Linked DNA regions of Rattus norvegicus: region 2 is linked to region 1. Evidence: chromatin contacts called from public Hi-C data. All regions are on one chromosome and are shown on one strand. Each heading gives the region's core, a stretch centred on a gene start, on an enhancer-like site or on the middle of the called end of the contact. The rest is flanking DNA. Distances are from core to core; before and after follow the strand shown. Region 1 holds the start of Hmg20a (high mobility group 20A). Region 2 overlaps Hmg20a (high mobility group 20A).

Region 1 (6,289 bases), core at 2,916-5,415:
CACCAAGTGATTCCCATGTAATCCCCCCTTTCACCAAGGAGTCACATTCAGATCAGGAAAACTGAGGCACATGGAAGCTAACCGCTCAAGCTGACGAAGCCAATGAAGCACAAAGACTAGCTTTGAATTTAGCCTGTCTGAGCTCCGGTTTTCCCTACTGTTCACTATACACAGTACAAGGCAAGTTAAACAGTAAAACCATGAAGCATGTAACAATAAAGGAAATAGTCAAAACAAGCTTTAGAATGGCTTAGAAATCAAGAGATATCAAATTTAGGAATGCATCTTAGTTCAGCTTGAATAGTGATGAGAACATCTCATTTAAAAACACCATACAAGCAAAATTCTGGCTTTGATCTATCAACTAGGAAGTAAGCCCCAAGAGAATAAGGGTATTTGTATTTCCTGTACTTGAAGCGAGATCATGACTGATACGTAGCAGTATTCAGTGTTTGTTGAAATAACGAAAAGCCATGTAAGCTAAATTTTCATTTGAACACATATGAAAGTACAGAAATAAAAATGACAGCAAAGAAATAGGTAAACTCATTTAAGCTGCTGCTAGCCTGCTCCTTTTAGCCCTCAACTACAAAGCAGAAACCAAAACCACCACCTCGGAGGTACAACACGGTAAACAAAAGGATGCAGAAAGGCCTTTGCAACTATGTAGCAACTGTGCAGATATTCAAGTTTTAGTGAGAAAGGTTCCAAGGTTCTGGCCTACTGTTTTAATGTTTCAAACTGCTCTGGGCAGTGTATGCCACAACTATTTTAAGGAAAAGAAAATAGTTACTTAATCCGAATACTCTAAAAATAATCAACAGCTTCTCTATCACAGATGGCAAGGAGTGAAGTGAAAATCTAAAATGTATTAACCTAAAGAAGTAACTATGTTTGCAAATGGTTTTCCTAATTTTGACACTAGGGATGTATTAAAAAAAAAAAAAAAAGGCAACAAAGGGGCATTAAGGGGAAAATCCCCTGGGAGGAGATAAGCCTTTCCATAGAAACACTCTTTAAAGAGGAGGAGGAATAGGCCACACAGGCTTCGCTTCTCTATTTTTCAGCAGCGTATCTAATAATTCTTCTTTGATGGGACCAATGAATAACTGTCACTTATCACAAAACATCTTCCTGATACGTACTTTCTATATTGCTTTCTTCTGCACAGACAGTTCTTCAAGCTGCACAAATCTTGCCACTGCAATTTGTCTTGTTTCTATTACATTGCATGTCTTCCACAGAATATCTTCAGGATCGATTTAATAAACTCCTTTGCTTTCCAAAACTGTTCCCAAAAAGGCAGCACTACTGTACCTCAACCAACATTGTGGCATTATTTTCCAGCTTTCTGGATTAGTTTTCCGTCCTTCTGTGTTTTACTTCCTAACACTAGAGTTAATTGCTCAGGGTGACTCCACCTAGAATGTTACATTAATGGAAAAGACACCGAATACTTCCTTCCTTCTCAATTCATATCCACTTGGTGTAGCGTACATGTCCCTAACCTCTACCAATAACCACAGACAATATTTTTCTTGTCTTTTAAAAATTCACTACTGCATCAATTTTGTGGCCTTTCAGATACTGATTTTAGCATCTCAGAAATGGTGGTGGTGGTGGTGCTGGGGCTGGGGCTGGGGCTGAAATGGAAGACTCCTCATATGAGGCAGGCAGTTCCATTCCAATCCCATCAGAGTGATTTGGTATTTGTTTTTGAGATAGGCTGTCACTGTGTACCTCTGGCTGGCCTAGAACTTACTATGTAAATTAGGCTAGTCTGAACCTCACTAAGATCTGCTTGCCTCTGCCTCCTGAGTGCTGGGATTAAATGTATGCACTACCATAATTACCCAGGCTGATTTTTTTTTTCCTGTCAGTACTGGTGATCAAACTCTGAATCCAGAGACTCATATTATGTACAGTTGGCAAGCGCTCTACCACTTAGCTGTACTCCCAGCCTAAGAATATTTTTTCCTATTATTGAAAATAGATTTTTTTCATACAACACATTTTGATTAATTTCCCTGCTGATGGCTCTTCCTCCTCTCTTATTTGAATTCACCCCTTTCTGTCTTTACTAGAAAACAAACGGCATCTAAGGAATAATAAAATAAAATACGATATCAGAATAGGACAAAACGAACAAGGAAAAGAACACAAAATGCATATAGACGCAGAGACACACACGCAGAAGACTTCCACAGAAAACAAAAATTGGATGTCATAACATTTACAAGAAGAACCCAAAAGGTTAAAAACAACTCATTGAACTTCCAAAGATTTGCCGAATTCATTCTGTGATGGTCATTTACTGCTGGACATGGGGCTACTTAAGAGCGGTTTGTTTCTTCAGTGAGACTACTTTGGAGAAAACTAATTTTTCACTTGTAAGCAAATTGGATATAGCTTCTAGGTTAGGGATGGGCACATGTGTCCACTTCTCTTTTCTCCTCTAGGACCCTATGTGGTGTAGACCTGTACAGGCCCTGTGCATGCATGCTGCCACAGTCTCTGTGAGTGCATATATATGCCAGTCCTGGTGTTTCTAGAATGAACAGGAATATTTTTTTAATGTTCATATAAAAGTTAAAATATTTTTATCTTCACATTTAGTTTAAAAAAATTTTCTACTGTAAGTGCAAACTATGAAATTAGAAACATATGCACCCTAATATTGGAAGACAATGCAATTTTAGGCTCACCTGATAGCTTAAGTTTTTATAAAGAGTTCCAAATAGACTGACTCTGCCAACATACACTTGTATACTGTGTTGCTGGACAAGAGCTGCCAAGGAATCAAAACTGTTGCTTATTACTTCAGATAGTTTCTTGGTTTTGCTTGTTTGTTTTGTTAAAACAGAGTAGAGAAAAACAGAAAGTTCTGTCTTACTCATCTTTAGTTCTTCCTGAGACATTTTCCTCTTACTCAGTATGCGAGTTGAATTTGCCAACATTTGCCATGTTTTAAAACCATAAATAGACCTCATTTTAAAATCAGTGACAAACTCAAATTACAAACGGGGAAACACCACAAAATGCATCTTTCATAAACACCACAGGTAAACTACATAAAAACAATTTTAAGGTGGATGATGTAGTTCTCCATTTTATAACATATAGGTTGAAACCTTCAATCTTAAAGTAACAGTTCTAAGTATGTAACATATACTCTATTAAGGTAACATCAAATCAGAGTTCTGCAGTGTGATACTCTCTCCCTTTGCAAATATGAAAATGTCCTATAATTTATGTGAACTATTCAGTCCTCTAATTAATAAACTACCTCCTTAAAAGAGAGGGTAAGGAGTTCCTGGTCTGTGTCTAGGTAGAGACTACATACTTCACTCAGTTAAGGACAAACTTGACTTAGGTGCAAGGGTGGGCAATTCACAAGTCACATAACAAAGTATGTAGTCTTGTAGAGAATTTTAACAAGGTGTTTTAAATTCTTTGGAGAAAGCATTAAGATAATCTTGCTGGGGAGAAAATTTTCAATTTACACACAGAAACAAAATACATAAATTCTGATCGTGGCCTGGTGATTATCATAATTTGGGGGAATAACCGAACACGTGACTTGAAAACACATTTCCAAGGCTGTAGGAACTCTCTCTGAGAATGGCACAAACCAACACCTTTTCTGGCTCTCATCAACACGGGAAGTGGCTTGGACACCCCCCAAACATCATCCTACCCCACACAGGAAGTGAGTTATAGTTCCCCCTCCCCATGACAGCATGTCTCCCTTCCCCCAACCGGAAGTGAGGCGCCCCCATTCAGTGGGCCTTAAACCAAGACAAACCAATAACAGCAGCAGCAAAAGAGGGATGATCTTCAAAGGGGAAGGACATCTCGACTGTGGCCACCCCCATGCTCGTCTTGCTTACTAACCTGCTGACGGTAGGGGCAGGCAGGGGCCTGGGGACTAATGAAAGTCCCTTGCACAGAGGACAATTCCCTCAGCCCCTCGCAATCGCCTTCACTCTTCACTCCGTCGTCTCACAGCTTGACAGAAATTCCTCCGCAGTACTTTATTTTGATGTCTTTTCTTACTCTTTACTTAATCATTTAGTCACCTCCAGATAGGTAACTTCTTTTATCGTGGTAATATTGAGAATTGTTCCGATGAGGAGAGACGTGAAATGTTATACCCGATACTTTCAGAGAAATGAAGGGATTATTTTGTCCAATGCGGCGAAGGACTACGTGACTACGCAAGGTGAGACTCACTTTCGCGAAGGTTCTTGGGAAATGTAGTTTTCATTTTCATTGCTAAGGCGCTCAAAAAATAGTGGGACTTAAATCGGTAATTATTTTATACTGAGTCTTAGAGAATAGTTATTCTGTAGTTGACGACTGGCAGACTTAAGGTGATTCGGCCCCGAAAAGGCCCAAATCTGCACTGTTCACTTCCACTGGCGTTTAATTGAACCCAAATTCCCCGTCACATGGACTCAAGGTCCCGGTCGCCCCGCCCTCTAGTCTTGGCTCCACCCCTTAGCCAATCAGACCTTCTCTAGGTCCTGTTCTCCGGATATTGGCACTCAGAGAGGCGTGGCCTCTTGTCAACTCCTCCCATGGGGCTGAGAGGAGAGCTCGGAGACGGCGGAGGTTTGGTGAGAGCGCGCGCGCGCGTTCTCAAGAAGTGAAGCGGCAAGAGTGCGCGCGACGGGGCGGCGTGCAGGGTTGGGAGGAGCAAGCGGACTGGTGGGCTGGGCGGACGGAGCGGCCGGGAGCGCGCTGTGGACTCCGCGGCCGCGAGTAGTTAGTTAGTTGTGTCAGTTGCTCGGTGGAGGCGTCCGCGGTCACCAGAAAGGGGACGGGACAGGCGGCAATGGTGAATATCGTGACGGCGTGTGCTCCCCTCAGGTAACGGGGGCAGGGTTGCCCACGTACCCTAGGTCCCTTTCCCACGCGCGCTGGCTTATGGGGCCAGGGTCGCCGAGAGGTGAGGACGCGGACCTAGGGGACTCCGGACTGGGTGGCGCCGCAGGGGCTCGGCAGCCGGTGCGTCTTGCGGGGCGCGGGCTGCAGCGCCCCGGCCACCCACGCGCCCCGCGGGCGCCGCGAGCCCTCTCATGCCCCCCGCCGGCCCAGGCCTCGTTACCCTGGATTGCGATGGTCCCGGTAGCGCGGCGCCCCCCAGAGGAGGGAAAGTTGGAACCTGGCGGCTAGGGACTTCCCGGGGCTGGGCTGGGAGGCTCCAGAGGAAAGTGAAGCCTTAGAGGAGCCTGGGGACGCGGAGGCTGGGGCAGGAAGGGTTTCTTCTGCTAGTCTGTGTAGTCGCCTCACTCCCAGACCTGGGAGGATCCGGCTCAGCCTTGCAGCGGCAGTCGGGACGGAACCGGTGGCTCTGTGCCTGCTCACTTCACGCTCTGGCTAGTGAGCCCCTAATGCGCGCAGGCTTCCTAGGTTGCTTAGGGGTTTGGGATTTTGAGAGGCTGGTTTAGTCATTTTTCTTTTTTTCTTTTTTTCCCTTTGCCCTTTGACTTATGGTGTCTTGCGAATTTCCTTTCTTCCTTCGAAGAGGACTTGCCATCTGAACTGGGTACAACCCCCCCCCCCCCCATCTTATGCTCCATCCGTTGGAGAGCTTGATTTTGTTCTTGGACTACATTAATGACTACTGTGAGCAATATCAAAGAATAGTCCGCCTTCCCGTCCCCCTCCCCCAGATCCCGATTTTTAAGGACCCAAATTTAGGAATCAGAGCTGTGGAATGGAGTTATTGGGTGGCTGACGTTGAAGGATAGAGATGAGTTAGAGGAAAACTATGATTTCATCTTCGTTGGCCTTACTATAGAAAACCCAGTACATTTTTCTTGCCTCTGTTGAATGTGGTAAGAGTACACTCTCAATTAAATACTTGGTGACTTACATAAAAGGCTATTTTTAGGTCATTGGATGATGTACATGAGCAGCTTTTTCACCTGAATTGGAATTGCTTGCTTTGAGTATTCTGTTTGGCGGCCTGTTGATTTGATTTTTTTTCTTTCTTCCTTTTTTTTTTTTTCAGCCACAGTGTTCTTTCTCCCTTTACCTACCTTAGCAAATTAAGTATGTAGTCAAGAGAACACATATTGCTCTCTGCAAAGTAGGGGAAAAAAAAACAACCCAAAACCCAGGAAGCCCAAACTTGAATTATCCACAAGGGTAAAACTTTCCATGAGCAATCTTGGATACTCAGCCTCATGATGGTATCTTTTGTAATCTCGGAGCATTTTAGATCTTTCAATTCACTGACTACCCTAATTACTTTCCAAAGTGCCTGGCACTTTCTTTGGTG
Region 2 (6,211 bases), core at 2,364-4,863, 43 kb before region 1:
ACCGGCCTTGGGGCAAGGCTAGGCCAGGTTCCAGCTTCCTGCCTAGGTTCAAGGCTAGTCCAAGTTCCATTCTCCACCCATAGGAACATTGTTGAGTAGAAAATTCTCAGAATGTACTGACTGTGCTTGCTAGCCAATAGATTTAAAGGTCAATATGCTTAGCCAATAAGTTTGAACTGTAACCTTTTTGAGGTAACCTGTGCCCCTAAAAAAGTATAAAAACTGCTTGTAATAGCCATTCGGGGTTGCCTTCTAGTCACTTGCCTTGAGGGAGTAATTGAAAGTCGACCCCAACGTGCCCCGCATGCAACATGCTTTCGCATGGATCTGCGCCGTGGTGTCTCAGGGGCATCTTGAAGTATCATTGACCAATGGTCAAGCTAGAACCTGGGCTGAAGACATGGCTCAGTGGCTAAGAGTGCTTGAGGATCAGAGTGTGGATCCCACAACTCGTGTAAATGCCTGGAACAGCCCCGTACACACCTGAAGGAAGTGGACCCAGGAAGATCATGGGGGCTTGCTGGCTAACTCATTAAAGAGGAAACAAAAAAAAAAAAAAAGAAAGAAAAAAGACCCCCCAAAAAACAACAAAAACCCCCCAAAAAGCAAAGAGAGAGAGAGAGAGAGAGAGAGAGAGAGAGAGAGAGAGAGAGAGAGAGACTAATGACACTCTACTTCCACCTGTCTACACACATGCACAAACCATACACAAGTCTGGGGGGGTGGGGGGGAACAACCTATCATAGCTTACAGAGAAAATGCATTTGATTTTTAGCGTGTTCTGTGTGACAGGTAATACCTTTGCCAGGCTGTACCAATTTACAGGGACCGGGCTGCAGCCAAAAGCACATTACAAAGCAGTTTACAACAGCTCTCTTTGAAAAGCCCAACAAATGCACCTTCTACCACTTATGGAACAAAACTGCCTCGTTAGCACCTCCAACTTTGTCAGAAGCTGTGTTCTGAAGCCTCTGCGGAGGTTTGGTGTCCCAGAGCAGCTGCTTACCCAGTTACAGCCAGACCGTTACTCTCCTTGGAGCCGTCTTCATCTGCAGAAAGGGGCGGCAGGGTAGAACTGGACATCAAGCTTTCCATCTCCCTGAGAGGAAGAAAGAATCATAAAAAGAAATTAATGGCTTAATTACTTCTGGTTCAAGCTCCACTAATTTAAGGGCCTGCCTTTCTTAGCTTTATTACATCAGCAACAGAATAGAAACTGACCTGAATGTTTGTTTCTCTGACTTGGACACATCAATTTAAACTCTGTGGCTAAAGGGCTTTTAACCATGGTCTTTATCAACTAAGCAGATGAAAAACAAGTTGGGGGCTAAGGAAATGGCTTAGTGGGTAAGTAAGAGTGGCAGTGTGCAAGCATGAGAACCCCAGCTTACTCCTCAGTACTCACATATGAAGCTAGGTATGGCTCCGCGGCATACTTATAAACCCAGTGCTGGGGCAGAGAGGACAGACTGGAGGGATACTGGGAATTACTGGTAGGTCATACTAGCTGAAATGGTGAGCTCCAGGTTCAGTAAGAAGCCCTGTCATGAGGGAATTCACTAGAAATTAATAGACTAGGGCACCTGATGGTCTTCTCTGCATGCATAGGTGTGTATACATGCACATACATGAGAATATACCACATATATATACACCACACACACATACAAATACATGTGAACAAGCCCAGTTTTAATAAGCATGGTATACTTTGGAAAATCTTTTATTCATCCTGTAAAGTGTTCTTTAAGAAAGTAAAGCAACTTTAACTTGCTATTGTTTGCGCATGGCATGTGTAGATGCAGGTGTATGTGTGTGCACACGCAAATGCTATGGTTTATGTGTGGAGGTCAGAGGCTCTCCTTCCACGGGGAGGTCTGTGCAGCAAGCATTTTTACCCACTGCACCATCTCCCCAGGCCTTTAAAAGTATTCATTTCGTGTAGAGACTTTTAGGTGGAGTGACCTGGAAGCGCTGCAACCTTGAGCAAAATATTTAATCAACCACTTTAAGCTAACATGTCCCCATTGTAGACACAGACAGAACTGCTGACTTAACTTACAAGAGAGATTAAGCTGAAAGTGCTTCATACACAGAGAAAGGGCTAAAGCAGCAAGTGTTTGCAGTATTACTATATGCAGTATTATTGTTACAACATCACCAGCTCTTAGTCCCTCATGAATCATGCCTGGATTAAATGGCGACAAACCGAGCCCTTCAAAAGGGAAATAGTGTAAAGGAAGTAGAGGACAGAAGGCATACTGATGTGGTTCTGAGTCAGAGAAACCACACTTCCAGGTCAGAAACGTGCACCACTTCACTGCCATAATCCCTGGCGCCAATAGCATGCACCTGCGCGCATAGCAAACAGCTCAGCTTAATTGAAGAAAACACATAAATCACAGCAACCTGAGGTTATCAGACTGCAAGGATAAAAGGACAAAGTGACAAAGAGAGTAATTTCATTTAGCATATCTCTACAGAGAAGGATTTTTCCCTTTCAAGGTTTACCACCAAGGGCTTCACCCCATACAGCTAAAAGCAGCAGCAGCCAATTCATCACGAAAGTGATATTCACACAAAACATTCAATAGTGACCCCAAACATCAGCCACTTAAGTGGAACTGCAAAGCACTCAAGAGAGAAGGCCGCAATCAGTGGCGAATTGAGAAGGGAACGATGGATTTCACTGAGGGGGCCCTTGGCAGTCCTGGGGCTGCTGGGGAGGGGCCATTAAAGGCAGGCAGAGCAGCCAGAGCGAGCCAGTGTTCATCCTGGGGTGAGGTGGGGGGATTCAGGGGATAGGAAGCAACTGCAGTGATGACGACCCACATTCTCAATGTTCAGTGGAGTGGTTTAACCCTAAAAACTGAAACTGATGCTTTACTTCTAGCTCTTAGTTATTTCACTTCTAAATTTATTATTTAGCAGACCAAGGCCCATAAATAGCTGAGTATGACTAAAAGGCTTCTCTGTACTTATCTCAGGAACTACGGCACATAGAGAGCCTGGAAGGCAGAGGAAGGTGTTCATGCCACATGCAGGAAGGCTTGAGAGCCATTTTCAGTTTCTTCGAGACAAGGTGTTTACAGTGGAACGCCTCTAACAAATACTGTAGAATTCCACTTGCTTTGTAGAGTGATTCCCAACGTAAATGTACTTGGTTACCAACACCAGTGTTAACGTGCATTTAACTTGGTTCCTTCCTCACAAAGACTTAGATAGCACAGTCTAACAGTCACACATCCTCCAGCCTGAAAAGGACTTGGTCAATTTATTTCTAAATTTATTTCTAAAAGTGTCCCTTAGAAGTCACTGGCCTTTCAAGAGCCTCAGAAGCTTTTTGGCATTGCTCCCACATTCTTAAAGGGATATATTATTTGGCAGAGAACAAATTGGTTTTTTTTTTTTTCCTCTCACTATGTCAACATGGCCTTCTTAAGAGTGTTCCCCAGATATCTTGGTCAGTTTTTGAAATGTAGGGAGACAGCTGGATAACACAACCTTAACAACATATAAACAGACCACATAAACAAAGGAAGTCCAGAGAACACATACTCTCTACCCTCCCAACCCCACCCCTGCACTCTCTTAAGTTTGTGTTACTCAACCCATATGGCTTCAGATACATTTTCTCAGTGTTACTGAGCAGTCAGGCCCCTAAGAAATGAGTAATAAAGTGGGTGGAAGATAAAGGGGCCAAGATCAACAAAAGAAGGAAATGAAGAAAAGGCCAGTGAAAACCAGAGGCCTCTAAAGTAGTTCAGAAAGTTGGAAAATATAATGATTCTCAAAAATATGGCTTGGATCCCGTGGGAAGGAAGCTCTCATCTGGTCCATGATGGGGTGATTCAAACTGAATCATGGCTACTAAGCCACTGAATGCCAAAAGTCCTTCAAGTGCATCATCTGGGCCTAATAATGTAGCAGTACAGAGGTCACAGTGAACTTTACAATCCCATGCAAGGCATTTAAGACATTTAATGAATGCTACTCTGGAAGGAGAAAGAAATGTGTATAAAGGCAAAGCAAAATACACAAATTTGCTTTTCTACTGCAGCTTACATAAATATCATGCAAGATACTTCCTGGCAGAGGGACCTACCCAAGTCTTCTGGCTACAGTCCTAAAAAATCCTATTATTTTGAGGCTTATGCTTTGAGTCTGCACCTTAGCTTTGGAAGCCCCCAAATTCTGCACAACACTATTCACTTAGCCAAGAGCTAATTTAAGATATCTAATAACTGATATAAAATTAAAATTTATATCAATCATACTAACTACCCATTCTCTTGAGGAACCAAGTCATAATGGGAACATGGTTTGGGGGTATGTGGAGAGATGGCCCAGTGGATACTTTCCCTACCAAGAGTGAGGTGAAGATCTATGTACGAAGCTGGCAAGATGTGGCAGTTGCTGGTAATCCTAGCACTTGGGAGGTAAGATGGGATTTCTGGAGCAAGATGGTTAAGACAAGCCAAATCAGGAAGATCTGGGTTCAACTGAGACTGTCTCAAGACAAAATATGGAGAGCAAGCCACCTACAGTCAACTTTAGGCTTCTACATGCATGCATACATGTGTGCACTACATATACATGCAAACACACATATATTCAACAAGTAATAACAAGAGGAATGTGGCTTTTGTTAATATAGGGCAACAAAAAAGGAAATTGGGTGACATTTAAAAAATAATCCCTGGACCAGGGAAAAGAATACCACTTGCCAAGCAGCTCTGATGACATGAGTTGAGTCCTAGGACCCACGGTAAAAGAGAGAACCAATCTCTGGGAGTTGTTCTATGATCTCCACCTGCAAGCCATGCAACATGGGCACCTGATGGGCAAAAGTGCCTGTTGGGAGAGTTCTGATGGCCCGAGGTAGATTGCCATAACCCACAGACACTGACCCACTGGTGCTGTGATCCCAGCACTCCTACAGGAAGACCAGAGGTCAGAATAGGAGCCCCTGAAGCTTATTGGAATACACATGCCAGGAGCATGCGGGGGACAGAGACAGAGATTCTAGTCTCACAAGATAGAAGGAGAAAACTTCAAAAGTTGTCTGGTGACCTTTGCATGAGTACTGTGACACATGTATACTCACATCCACACCCTTACCTCTCCTACAAAATAGAAATACAATAAAAAATGAAAAAAAACCCTCAATTATAAATTACCTACAAAGAAAACCACTTTAAATATAAAGATGCATACAATAGAACGGGATAGAGAGCTATCCCTTTTGATAGAACTACCAAAAGGAAGTAGAACTACTCATAATTTCAGATTAAAAACTTTTCCTCTGCAAAAGAAAATATCAAAGGAATGAAAAATAGGTTTCAAATTGGGAGAAATTTTTGTAAAAACCACATTGAATAAGAACAATTTAAAAAGGACCAAAACTTGCAGAATAGAACCTTATCAAAGAAGACAGGCAGATGATATCGGAAGTTCAACATCACGTTACGAAGTAATTGCAGATTAAAACTACTACTATCTACTAGATGGCCACAATCCAAAGTACCGACTATAGTAAGTGCTGGCAGGGACATGGAGCAATGGTAATCCCCACTGTTGACGGGAATGCAAAATGATAAATCCTGTGGAAGAAATTTAAGTCTCTTCTAAGAGTAAGTGTACTCTTATCTTTGGTATTTGATTAATTGAGTTAAAAACTATGTCCATATAAAACCTGCTAGACATGGGTATTTATAGTAGTTTTATTCATATCTGCCAAGCCTGGATATAATAAACATGTCTTTCAGTTGGTAAATAAAGTGTGTTATAACCAGATATAGCATGTTATTCAATAATACAAAGAATGGGCTGGCAAGCCATGGCAAGGCACAGAAGAAATAATACATATTACTAAGTAAAAGACAGTATGAAAAGGCTACATTCAGTAATATTGCATGAGTCTATTAATTTGATATCCCATGGAGTAAAAATAGTTGCCAGGATTTGGTGTGGGGAACAATGAATGTGGACTGAAACTCTCCTGTAGGGTAATTCAGTGAGGGACAGATATTATCATATGTCTGTCAAAACCCACTGCATGTATACCAGCAAGAGTAAACCTTGATGTGAATTATAGTGGTGTGCCAATTTTGTGCTGGCTACAACAGCTGTGCCATTCTGGCCAGGATGCTGACAGTGGGGTCAGCTGTGGGTTGTGGGAATGGTGAGCACACAGAATTCTCCTTGCTTC

What was found. Hi-C and Micro-C count contacts between places; a contact is called where the count stands out from the background.
Region 2: a contact with region 1 is called in a Hi-C map of the Rat2 cell line, with 2.6 times the contacts expected there. The contact joins the enhancer-like site here to the promoter of Hmg20a in region 1. A contact is called at or near these places in 2 of 12 Hi-C or Micro-C datasets (the Rat2 cell line and liver).

What each region holds. Positions count from the first base shown.
Region 1 is chr8:65,713,564-65,719,852 of GRCr8, reverse strand. It overlaps Hmg20a (high mobility group 20A), which reads right to left and starts at 4,165. Exons shown (of 10, transcript NM_001108150.1): 1 at 3,895-4,165. Peak1 (pseudopodium-enriched atypical kinase 1) reads left to right here and starts at 4,742. Exons shown (of 7, transcript NM_001108149.1): 1 at 4,742-4,872.
Region 2 is chr8:65,755,668-65,761,878 of GRCr8, reverse strand. It overlaps Hmg20a (high mobility group 20A), which reads right to left. Exons shown (of 10, transcript NM_001108150.1): 2 at 1,007-1,099. The coding sequence starts at 1,095. Among named protein-coding and RNA genes, the nearest start is that of Hmg20a, 43 kb to the right of the region's middle. Within about 2 kb of position 3,613, at least 25 of the 93 cell types and tissues checked have an H3K27ac peak or open chromatin away from gene starts, as enhancers often do.